Linked DNA regions of Mus musculus: all the other regions are linked to region 3. The links are chromatin contacts, called in public Hi-C and HiChIP or PLAC-seq maps. All regions are on one chromosome and are shown on one strand. Each heading gives the region's core, a stretch centred on a gene start, on an enhancer-like site or on the middle of the called end of the contact. The rest is flanking DNA. Distances are from core to core; before and after follow the strand shown. Region 1 holds the start of E330020D12Rik (Riken cDNA E330020D12 gene). Region 2 holds the start of Dhx9 (DEAH (Asp-Glu-Ala-His) box polypeptide 9). Region 3 overlaps Shcbp1l (Shc SH2-domain binding protein 1-like).

Evidence for each region. Hi-C and Micro-C count contacts between places; a contact is called where the count stands out from the background. HiChIP or PLAC-seq counts read pairs in DNA pulled down with a chosen protein or histone mark.
Region 1: a contact with region 3 is called in an H3K27ac HiChIP or PLAC-seq map of embryonic stem cells, with 7 read pairs. The contact joins the promoter of E330020D12Rik here to the enhancer-like site in region 3. A contact is called at or near these places in 13 of 39 promoter capture datasets (the 3T3-L1 cell line, 3T3-L1-derived adipocytes, the C10 cell line and 7 more), 3 of 15 datasets of contacts at CTCF or cohesin (the G1E-ER4 cell line, large pre-B cells and pro-B cells), 32 of 484 Hi-C or Micro-C datasets (the 63-12 cell line, B cells, the Ba/F3 cell line and 17 more), 11 of 115 datasets of contacts at active chromatin or transcription factors (the 230-238 cell line, the HPC-7 cell line, bone marrow-derived dendritic cells and 4 more) and 3 of 9 other capture datasets (adipose tissue, embryonic stem cells and liver).
Region 2: a contact with region 3 is called in a Hi-C map of embryonic stem cells, with 2.3 times the contacts expected there. The contact joins the promoter of Dhx9 here to the enhancer-like site in region 3. A contact is called at or near these places in 2 of 39 promoter capture datasets (embryonic stem cells and macrophages), 2 of 15 datasets of contacts at CTCF or cohesin (the NIH/3T3 cell line and pro-B cells), 136 of 484 Hi-C or Micro-C datasets (the 63-12 cell line, B cells, the Ba/F3 cell line and 76 more), 13 of 115 datasets of contacts at active chromatin or transcription factors (CD8 T cells, the HPC-7 cell line, the SCID.adh cell line and 5 more) and 4 of 9 other capture datasets (adipose tissue, embryonic stem cells, liver and 1 more).

The regions. Positions count from the first base shown.
Region 1 is chr1:153,412,876-153,416,628 of GRCm38.p6, reverse strand. It overlaps E330020D12Rik (Riken cDNA E330020D12 gene), which reads left to right and starts at 2,396. Exons shown (of 4, transcript NR_033736.1): 1 at 2,396-2,484.
Region 2 is chr1:153,485,219-153,489,047 of GRCm38.p6, reverse strand. Dhx9 (DEAH (Asp-Glu-Ala-His) box polypeptide 9) reads left to right here and starts at 1,388. Exons shown (of 28, transcript NM_007842.2): 1 at 1,388-1,515.
Region 3 is chr1:153,452,002-153,455,568 of GRCm38.p6, reverse strand. Shcbp1l (Shc SH2-domain binding protein 1-like) reads right to left here. Exons shown (of 10, transcript NM_001033162.2): 10 at 2,995-3,356. The coding sequence ends at 3,105. Among named protein-coding and RNA genes, the nearest start is that of n-TIaat13, 4.9 kb to the left of the region's middle. Within about 2 kb of position 2,243, at least 17 of the 459 cell types and tissues checked have an H3K27ac peak or open chromatin away from gene starts, as enhancers often do. A contact at or near this core is called in embryonic stem cells, reprogramming fibroblasts, stem cell-derived epiblast-like cells and 1 more, where this site is marked.

The sequences.
Region 1 (3,753 bases), core at 1,147-3,646, 39 kb after region 3:
CCATCTCACCAGCCCTGCTTTTAAACATTTCAAAGGATTTAGTGTGTGTGTGTGTGTGTGTGTGTGTGTGTGTGTGTGTGTGTGTGTGTGTGTGTGTGTGTTAGCCTGAGTATCTATGTATAAAGAGGACTTCAGATGCCCTGGAAGTAGAGTTATGTGTGGTTGTGGGCTGCCATGTGCCAGTGGAGCTGAGAAGCAAACTTGGCTCTTGTGCAAGAGCTATAAGTGCCCTTAACCTCTGAACCATCCTTCCAGCTCCAGGAGATTTTGTTTAGATTAAATCACTGTAGGGTTCTTGTAAGTATTGTTCTTGCAGGGGACCCAAGTTTTGTTGCCAACCCCCACATCTCACAACTGTCTGTAACTCTGGCTCCAGGGGATCCGATGACCTCTTTGGGCCTCCAAAGGACACACAGACTTACATACAATTAATATGAAAGAATAATTCTTAAAAAAACAACACCAGACAGTCATTTTGTGAAAGCTTTTTTGAGTATGTACCGGAAATGAAATTTGTTAGGTTTTTGAGTGGTACCAGAAAGGACATTTGTAAGGGTTGGAAAATGTACCAAAAACGACATGTGTTACAAGAGGAAATGGAATGTGGACGTTATGGTAAGAAAAGTGTTCTCTTTACCAAAGAGATTGACACTGACTGCATTTGGCTACAGGATACTCAGTGGAGTGTTATAAAAGCAGAAGTAAGTTCATGAGGGCTGCGGCTGGGGAGTTAGAGAAGCAAGAGGAGACACACACAAGCAAGCTGGAGATAGAATTCTTGGAATTGCCTCTTTAAAAGTCCACTTCCAAGAACTCCCTATACTGAAAAACAGAGCTAAATAGCTACATATCTGGAAAACAACTTCACAGACGGGAAAAACAAACAAACAAACAAACAAATGTCTTCCCATGTTAAAAGAGTAAAGGAGAGAGCTTATTTTCTTTTTTCAGAAGGGTCAAATATATCAGTGAGAGAAACCGAGTTATTTTTAGACAGCAATGTGGTCTGCTATTATTTCCAAACAAAGGCAAATCTTGAGCCGGACATGGTGGCACATGCCTTTAATCCCAGCACTTGGAAGGCAGAGGCAGGCGGATTTCTGTGTTCGAGGCCAGCCTGGTCTACAAAGTGAGTTCCAGGACAGCCAGAGCTATGCAGAGAAACACTGTCTTGAACCCCACCCCCCACCCCCAAATGCAAATCTTTCTAAAGGTGACATTAGCTTATGACTTGGTTGCTTAGGTATCGAATTGTATGTGAAAATGCATGGGTTGCTTGGCACATATTTATAAAACAAGAAGAGAAAAACATGGATTGAGAGGAGAGCAGTGTATCTTGGGGGCAGGGGGCAGGATAGATGTAGGGACCATTGCTATACCGCAGTTGGTAAAGTTACTGGCCACACCCAGCCAGAGGGCCTGCTTGTGATCTTTGAGGGTCACGTGGTAGAAAGGGAACTGAAAATGATCCTCTGACAGACACTTGTGTGCTAAGGAGAGCGTATCTACACATAGACAACATGAATAAAATTATTTTAGGCCAGGCATAGTGGGACATCTCATCAATCCCAGCACTTGAGAGGCAGAGTCAGGTGGATCTCTGAATTCAAGGCCAGCTTGGACTACATAGCAAGTTCCGGAAGAGCCAGGGTTATATAAACAGACCCGAGCTATATAAATAAATGAATAAATAAATAAATGTCATAAAACAAACAAACAAAACCTATCGCTCTCAAACTCATCCCTGCTCCAGAACCTTCCTTATCTCTAGGGATTGTTGCTAGGAGACTGGAAAGGCACAGACAAACTCTGATGAACATTGGGAGTGCTGAGTATTGGAAATGAAATGTGGTAGGTTTTTGAGTAGGGCTGAAATACAGTTGTAAGCTTTTGAGTATGTACCAGAAACGGCGAAGGTGTTTTACAAAAGGAAATGGAACGAGGTTGTTATGCTATGAAAAGAGATGTATTTACCAAAATGATTGACAGTGACTGGCTACAGGATAGTCATACTCAGTCGAGTGTTATAAAAGCAGAAGTGAGTTCACGTGGGCTGGGACTTGGAGTTAGAGAGACAAGAGGAGACACACTCCGGACAGCCACCACAAAACTCCACACAGGGAGGCTCATTTCGACTGGCCCAGAGCCCAGAGGATAAGTCAAGTAAGCATTTGTCAGTGCCTGTAGGCAGCCGGGCGCCTAAAAGATGGCGCCGGCCTCCTGTACACTGTCGCCATAAACAATGCCACTGCGCAGGTGCTAGCCCAAATCTGGCGCCAACCCCTCCCGAGCGGGTGCATACAAATCAAAGGGGCAGCAGACTGACCAATCCCAGGAGGACACATAGCTCTCCCCAGTGCTGGGGTGTATATAAGCTGTCCTCCCTGGGTTTCCGGAGTTCCCGTAGCAGCATCGAGGTGTTCCTGAGATAAAGAAGGCTGTTGAGAAGAATCGGACCGTGTTGCGTTTTTCTTGCTGGACGAGGTGAGCGCAACAAGTGCCTCTGGCATTTACAAGATGTTTCTATATAGTGTCCTTATAGTGCAGCTTCCTGGCATTTTTCTGTGTTTTACAATGATGATTTGGGAAGAATACTTATGGATTTCTTTCATCTTTTCATTTGAAGATTTATCTTCAATTACCGCATATTTCAATATCTGCATCTTTTCATTTGAAGATTTATCTTCAATTACCGCATATTTCAATATCTGCATCTTTTCATTTGAAGATTTATCTTCAATTACCGCATATTTCAATATCTGTTACAAGTGTGTGTTAACAATTGTCTAAAACTCTAAGATCTGACAGCCTAACCCAGACGTATGTGAAGACGAAACCATACCAATGTGCATAAAATAAAAACAATAAAATATATTGGGGCCTGGGGAGATGGCTCAGCGATTAAGAGCACGGACTGCAGTTCCAGACATCATGAGTGCAAATCCCAGCAACCACATGGTGGCTCACAACCATCTGTAACGGCGTCTGATAACATCTTCTGGTGTGTCTGCAGACAGCAACAGCGAGAATGCACTCACATTTATTAAATAAATTAATCTTTAAAAAATAAAAAATAAATGATAGTAAATGCAGTCTCTGTTGTCATCTACTCTGGTGGTAAATACAGGCCGCTGAGAAGGGGAAGGGGACTGAGTGGGTGGCTGTTCTCACAGACAGAGAACGGCATGAGCTGCTCTCACGGATACACTGACACTTGTTCTGGGCAGTCAGAGCACTTGGAAATAGCAATAGCTACTCTATTGAGGGAATTGAGGCTTTGGGAAATTCATTTCTTACTGTGCCACCCTGGCAGAGGCGAGGAAGGAAAGCTGGGTCTTTGTTCTGGTGGATCAGTTGACCACCCTTTTGTACACAGTGCTCATTGTATCCATTGGGTACAGCAGTTCTCACTGTGAATAAGACCCTTCAGCAATGCAGCAGGCATGCAGGAAGACACACTATATGCAGACAGTGTTCATGTCTGTACATGTGCACTGAAATTCAGACTGGGAGCTCTGTTTCAGTCTTTAGTTGGTTTCATCTTGGCATTTTGTGCATTATTTGCAAAACAGAAAGTTGGATGTCACATGACTATAAAAACTCTGATATGGGCTGAAGAGAAGGCTCGGCAGTTAAGAGCACTGACTGCTCTTCTGAAGGTCCTGAGTTCAAACTCCAAATTCCAGTAGCCACAGTGTGGCTCACAACCATCCATAATAAGATCTGACACTCTCTTGTGGTGCGTCTGAAGTC
Region 2 (3,829 bases), core at 139-2,638, 34 kb before region 3:
GTAGGGTAACCTTGAGTTACTCTTCAGTACTTCAAAAATACAACACCCCTCAAAACAAGTATTAAACTCAAGAGTCTTCTCACTTGAAGCTAAACAAAACACAGGATTTTGAGATAATTGGGAGCATGCCTTTAATCCCAGCCTGAGGGGTGAGGGGTGGGGCAGAGGCAGACAGATCTCTGTGAGTCCCAGGACAGCCTGGTTTACAAATCCAGGATAGCCAGGGCTACACAAAGAAACCCTGTCTTGGAAAAAAAAAAAAAAAAAAAAAAAGAGTCCCTCGTCCCTCTCCCCAGCCAAAAGGTAAGTGGAGAAGTTGTGTCTTGAGCTAGGGTTTTCTTTTTGGTGGGGTAATGGGTTTTACTACAATGGGATTAATGGCATATACCACCACCCCTGGCAATAAACCAATAAGCCAGGGCTCTCTTTCTTGTCTTAGATTCATTTTACTTTATGTCTTATGGCCTGTAGGTCAGTGCACCATGGTTGTACCTGCTGGGTCCCCTGGAATGGAGGTTATGGTTGTGTGTGAGCCACTGTGTGATTGAGAACTGAATCCAAGCCTTCCACAAGAGCAACAAGTGCTTTTAACTTCTAAGGTTTTTGTTCCTTTGCTGTTTAGACAGGATCTCATTATGTTGCCCTGGCCTTCCTTAAACATAGACCAGACTGTTTTGAACTTACGGAGGTCTGTCAGTCTCTGTTTCCTGGGTGCTGTGACTGGAGGCAAGTGCCACCATGCTACACACTGCCTGCAGCATTTTATTTCTTTTCTTTTTTCTTTTTCTTTTGGTTTTTCGAGACAGGGTTTCTCTGTGTAGGCTTGGCTGTCCTGGAACTCACTTTGTAGACCAGGCTGGCCTCGAACTCAGAAATCTGCCTGCCTCTGCCTCCCAAGTGCTGGGATTAAAGGCATGCGCCACTACTGCCCGGCTGCCTGCAGCATTTTGATGAAGCAGAAATACTTCAGTCCTTGTATTTTAACATACAGCACCCATAAATACATTGCTTTGGCATATTTTAAAGTGGCTATTCTGATAAACTCTGAAAGGATTAATCCTGTAACACTGCCCTTACGTAAGATAAACTATCAAAAAGGAGATCCATGGTGGCATGTCTCTAAATTTTGCCTTCAGAGGTGGAGGCAAGTGGACTGCGTTAAGTGGTGGGCTAGCTTGCTCTACAAAGACAAAGGCAAGGAGACATAACTTCCAGAAACCAAGCTGGTTAGCGACTGACAGGAAATTATGGGCCTAGGCCAGCAGATCTCGCGCGACCTCAGGTTTGGCGCCCGGAAGTGGTTCAAGCCCCGCCCCCTCGGGGCGTGCTGGCTCCGGAGTTGGCCTACCGCGCAGGCGCGAGTCGCCGACTCCGCCCCCTGGGTCCTGCAGTCGGAGCCATTTCGCCGCTGCTTCCATGCGGGTGAGGTGTGTTCTTTCGCCGTTCTCGTGGAAGGTTGGCGCTGCGAACTCGCCTAAGAAGGCTGTGCTCTCGGGCACGGAAAAGCGGAGGAGGGTAAGAAAGGGGGCGTTGCGGCCCCGGACGCGGGCTCATTGCTGCGGGCCGACGCCGGCCTCCGCGGCTCAGCCGTGGCTTTGTTGTGAGGCGCGGGCGGGCGAGCGTGTGGGGGAGGGGCAGCGCGGCGGGTACCCGGATTTACGGGCCGTGGGCGCCTCGCGCAGCGGAGCTCCCGTGGCCCTAGGCCCTGGGGTTCCTTGCACAGACTGGCCGCTCTCGGAGGCCTCTTCCTCACTCGGCCTGACGGGCGGCGGGTGTCTGTAATCAGTTGCGTGTAGGGGTAGCGGCTCGACGCCACCCGGCGCGTGGTGGTGGGGGGTCGTCCGCGGTTCTAATCCGGGACACCCGGGCCCCGTGGGGGTGCCCGCTTTGGGGTCCGGGGCTTCGCTGCAGGTCCTCCCGCTCCGCACTGGTGACGGGGCATGGCTGGGTGGGGCGGGATGAGGAGCAGGTGGTAGGAAAATGAATGCATGATTTAGTAAGTGATGGCGGAATTACACCGCGCAACGGGATAGCCCCGCTGTAGATAACGGTCGAAAGGGAGGGCGCCTCAGTCTGAGGGGTGCACGAGCCTGAGTCTGGCTTTGAGGTGCACAGTGTATCCGCTCCAAAGGGCAATGAGAGATCAGTTACGCCTAAGGCCAGACCTTCCTGGAGGAAGGGAGGGCCGGCCACGTGACCTGAGGGTGCGAAAAGAGATGAAAGAATTTGTTTCCGGGTGGCAAGAATGAAAACACAAAATTGGGAGCCATGACTCTAGCCTTTCATTCCAGCACTGGGGTTTGGTGGTGGAAGGTATTGTTCGATCTCTTGAGTCCGGGGCTACTACACATAGAAATCTTGTCTCATAAAACAAAATTTGATTTATTCCGATATGTGTGTGTATACGAGTATACGTGTATACGTATCAGGTAGTGGTGGCAAGTGAGAGAGGAGCTGTAGAAAAACAAACGAGTAATAGTGGAGGCATTTCTGGAGCCAAAACAGCAGGGCAGATGTGACATGATGGAAAATTTGGCATCCATCTAGGCTCTCGACAAGAGGATAAGTTCTAGGTCTGTAAAAGAAGTTGTGGGGTTTTTGTTTGTTTTTTTGGTTTTTCGAGATAGGGTTTCCTCTGTATAGCTCCAGCTATCCTGGAACTCACTCTGTAGACCAGGCTGGCCTCGAACTCAAATCCGCCTGCCACTGCCTACCAAGTGCTGGGATTAAAGGTGTATGCTACCACGCCCAGCTTGCTATTTTATGTAAATAACTACACTGTAGCTGTCTTTGGAAACACCAGAAGAGGGCATCATCTCATTACAGATGGTTGTGAGCCACTATGTGGTTGTTGGGATTTGAACTCAGGACCTCTGGAAGAGCAGTCAGTGCTCTTAACCGCTGAGTATTTCTAGGGGGCCATTTATACTCTTTATTCTCCAGTTTTCTTAAATTTCCTCAGTTCAAAGTAATAAAAGTAAAACCAAACAGTACAATAGGCAGTTTAAGGATTAAATAGTTCCTAATCTACTAAGGATATCAGCACCACTTTAAGGATTCAAGAAATAGCTGTGAAAGATCTTTGGGGATCGGATTAGAATTTCCAATTGTGAAGTTGGGTTGCAACTAAGAATATACTTAGGTATAAATTTATTACTGAGATGCCTAGTTAGTTTATAGATGGGAATATTAGTATTTTCCTCGGGTAAATTTTGGAGCCTTAAGGGCTGTATCGATCTGTTTGGACTTAGTTAGCATGAATGTTTAAAATTAAATGGGTTTTCTAGAGACAAAGGGGTTTGATAGGCCCTATATTTTGTTACTCATTTACTTTGTACATTTACTTATGTTGGGGGTTTTTGTTTTGGAGACAGGGTTTCTCTGTAGACTTGGTAGCCTCCAACTTAAAGAGATCAGCCCTTCTCTGCTCTCCAAGTGCTGGAATTAAATGCCTGAGCCAGAACAGCCAGACTTGTGAAGGAGTCTATTGTCTTTAGCTTCTTTTTGTTTTTTCGAGACAGGGTTTCTCTTCTTTAGCACTAGCTGTCCTGGGATTCACTCTGTAGACCAGGCTGGCCTCTATGTCTTTAGCTTCTGAATTTGTATTATCTGGCTTTGTCATCTGCTTTACCAAATGACTAGTCAAAGTTGGTGAGCCACAAGACTATTGGGGTCAGATTTGGTTGGTGTGCGATGTCATTTTACAGCTTACTGTAGTAATAGATCTCCTCTCCTCTGTTCTAAATGATTTTTTTTTAATGCATGAATATTTTGTGGGTATGTATATGTACCATTTGCCAGAAGAGGGCCTTGGCTCCCTTGGGGCTAG
Region 3 (3,567 bases), core at 994-3,493:
AGACTAAGGCCAGCATTTTCTATTCCAAATTAGTTTCCAGGGGTTGTGGGTGCATCAGGAAAAGTAAGGCCAAATAAAAGCTATAGAGGCCTTGAACACATTTAGGCAATGGTAGGTGAGACCTATAATGTATGACTCAGTATTTAGGTGTAGAGAAGTTGGCCAGTTCTTCCCATTAACATGTATCCCAAAGTATGTAAAGTTACAGGTGCTTTTGATAATTTTTGAAATTTCCAGTAAGTTGCTAGAGTTCTTTGGGGAACAAGAAATCCTGGAAAACCCAGGCCCTGTGGCATGTTAGGCAAGCACTATTAGTATGTAGTCCTGTGTCTGCATTGTTGGAGGGAGATCAGATCAATGGGGGCCAAACATCATGACTTCCTCTGTTAACAGTCTGTTAAAATTTGTCATTTCCATGTGTGTGAACACAGAGTTTAGTTACTTCATTGCATGTTACATCTAGTCTGATCTCTGTTCTCTTAAAAAAAAATTATTCCCTATATCTTAGTAGGCCTTAGCTTGCTTATAAAATAATTGATCCTATACCCAAAGCATTACCCTTTTGCTTAGAGGATAATTTCTCTGTAACCACTCTTACAAGCTGTACTAGCCATGAATATTGATGGGTTTTGGTGCTTTTGATCTTTACATGGTATGAAAAGTAAGAATTAGAAAATCCCACATGCTCCATTTGGGGTGGAATAAATAACTTTGAGAAATGTGAAGTTGAGTTGTATGCACTGTTCACCCCCCTATATGGTGGGAGCCTAAGATTTGTAGTCTGGAGTTACAGAGAACCATTGAGTATAGTCATGTTTTTCAGTATTGAAACTCAAGAGCCCTCCATAGGTCCAGAACTTGTTCTTCCAGCTCTAGTTTCCCAGATTTGGATGTTAGTCGATGTCATTGCCACAGTCTCAAAGCAGTGATCTCTTCACATGAGATGGAGGTCTAAGCACCAGTTAGATTAAGTAGCTTGCATAGTAGATTATCTCACTGCACTTAAACATGCTTTTCTTTCATTTTTTTAAAAGATTTATGTATGTGAGTACACTGTAGCTGTACAGATGGTTGTGAGCCTTCGTGTGGTTGTTGGGAATTGAATTTTTAGGACCTCCGCTTGCTCCAGTCAACTCCGCTCGCTCCAGCCCTAAGGTTTATTTATTATACATAAGTACACTGTAGCTGTCTTCTGCCACACCAGAAGAGGGGGTCAGATCTCATGGATGGTTGTGAGCCACCATGATGTTGCTGTGATTTGAATTTGGGACTTTAGGAAGAGCAGTCAGTGCTCTTACTTGCTGAGCCATCACTCTGCAGACCAGACTGGCCTCAAATTCATAAATCTGCCTGCCTCCGCCTCCCAAATTCTGGGATTAAATGTGTGCCACCACGCCTGGCTCCAACATGCTGTTCTTAATATGAGCATTAATTATATAGTGTAGCCTTACTACCCTATAGTAAGAAATTGAAAGGAGGTTATCAGATTAAAAGTTTACCACAGAAAACAAACACCAGTTTCTGGAAGCCATGTTCAGATTAGAATCTGGAGTTTGGTACCATGGGGACAGATCAAGAGAATATGAATGGGGTCATCTTCAGATCTGTCCAGACAGCAGACATCCAAGCACAATTGTCACAGAGCACATTGGATTGGTGCTAATAAAATTGTTTTTGACTTCTAAAACAGTTACTGAATTTGAAGGTTTTAGGTATAAATCACTTTTTGGAAGTGCAAGGATGGATCTGTATGCCTTTTAATTGTGGCTGGGACAAATGCATTTGTCAGACTTTGTGATCCTTCAGGTTTTAGCTGTGTGAAAGACTGGGAACCTTGGTAACAATCTTAGTGGCTAAGTCCTTTGTCCAGAACATCAAAAGTTTGTGGAGTTGCTAAAGAGTGGGTGGGGGTTTCAAAAGCCATTTAAAAGGCAGTGTGATCTGGGCAGTGGTGACTCATGCCTTTAGTCCCAGCACTTGAGGCCAGCCTGGTCTACAGAGTGAGTTCCAGGATAGCCAGGACTGCACAGAGAAACACTGTCTTAAAAACAAACACCCTTCTGAGTGAATTCGAATCTTGAGTATATACAAAGGCTTACGGGAGCGGGGTGCCTTAGGGTTTCTGTTGCTATGCTGGTCAAGCATCTTGGGGTGGAAAGGGTTATGAAGGAAGTCTTAGCAGGGACTGAAGCAAACTGCCTTGCTCAGTCCTTCCCTACATCCAGGAGCACCTGTCTGGGAGTAGCTGGGTGTGGTGGAGCACACCATTAATCACAGCACTCAAGGCAGAGAGGCAGGTGGATGGATCTCTTGAGTTCAAGCCAATCTGGTCTACAGTGTGAGGGGGTTCTAGGATAGCCAGGGCTGTTACAACTCAATTGAGGCCCTCTTTTTTTTTTTTTTGGATGCTTATCAAGTTCAGAGGGAGTAATGTGACAAATGGTAGAATGTGTGCTTAGTACTTGTAAGGCTCATGGTTCTGTCCCTGGTTGGTATGCACACAAAGAAGCTGTGTATTGGTCCTTATCAAGGAAACATCCCATTGAATTTAGATTCCCTTGGCTGAGAAAATACAGGTTGTAGGAAAAATAGTTGTCAAAGACATTAATGTTCCTAGTTCTCAGGAACTGTCGAAGCATACTTTATTATGACAAGGTTCAGTTTGCTTATGTGGTTTAGGTTAAGGTCTCTGGGATGGGGAGGTATTCTGGATTATCCAGGTGAACCTAATTACCAAAAATGGCTCAAGCTGGCCACTAACTCCATCTCCCTGGGACTGGGATCATAGGCATTCTTCATTCGGGTGGGGATTCTGTGGCGCTGGTGCTGGAACCCAGGGCTTTGCTTTCACATGCCAGGCCAGTACTTCACCTTCTGAGCTACATCCCCAGCCCCTTAGCTATGCTTTCTAGAGTAAATTCTGTGGCATATGACTCACCTTTATAAAGCTAGAATCTTAGCCAACACATTAAAACCACTAATTGAAAGACAGCAAGCATTTAAACATTTTAATCTTTGAATTTAAAACAACCATTTCTGAGATACAAGAATCATTTATCACATTCCTGAACTATAAAACACGAACGAACACCTATCCAGACACTTTACCCGGTGACTATCCTAATATCCCCCTTTAAGTTGGCTTCTATCCTGTTGTTGTTCATTTCCACATTCAGAGTTTGCATGACTTTGGAGAGCATTTTGTCATCTTTCTTATCTCCTGAAGCAGCCCCTTTGTTGAGAGCTGCTTCTGCTACAATAAAGAACTGTTCCGATGGCTGAAGAATGCTCACTCCATAGCCATTGTTGTTGTAGATATGATTGTTCGTCATCTTCAGTTTGGGTGCTGGAAGAACCTGTTAAATTGTTTGAGAAAATAAGCTGTCCAGTGATTTGGTATAAAAACAACAAACTTAAGATGGCACTGAGACTGACTCTGGAGTCAACAGGGTTCTTTAAAGCTACAACAGTTAGCTTCACATTCATCAACCTTAGTACACATGTGAATGAAAAAGTATAGGGTTTTTTCATGTTTTATCCTAAACTGATATAAATCATTGTAGCTAG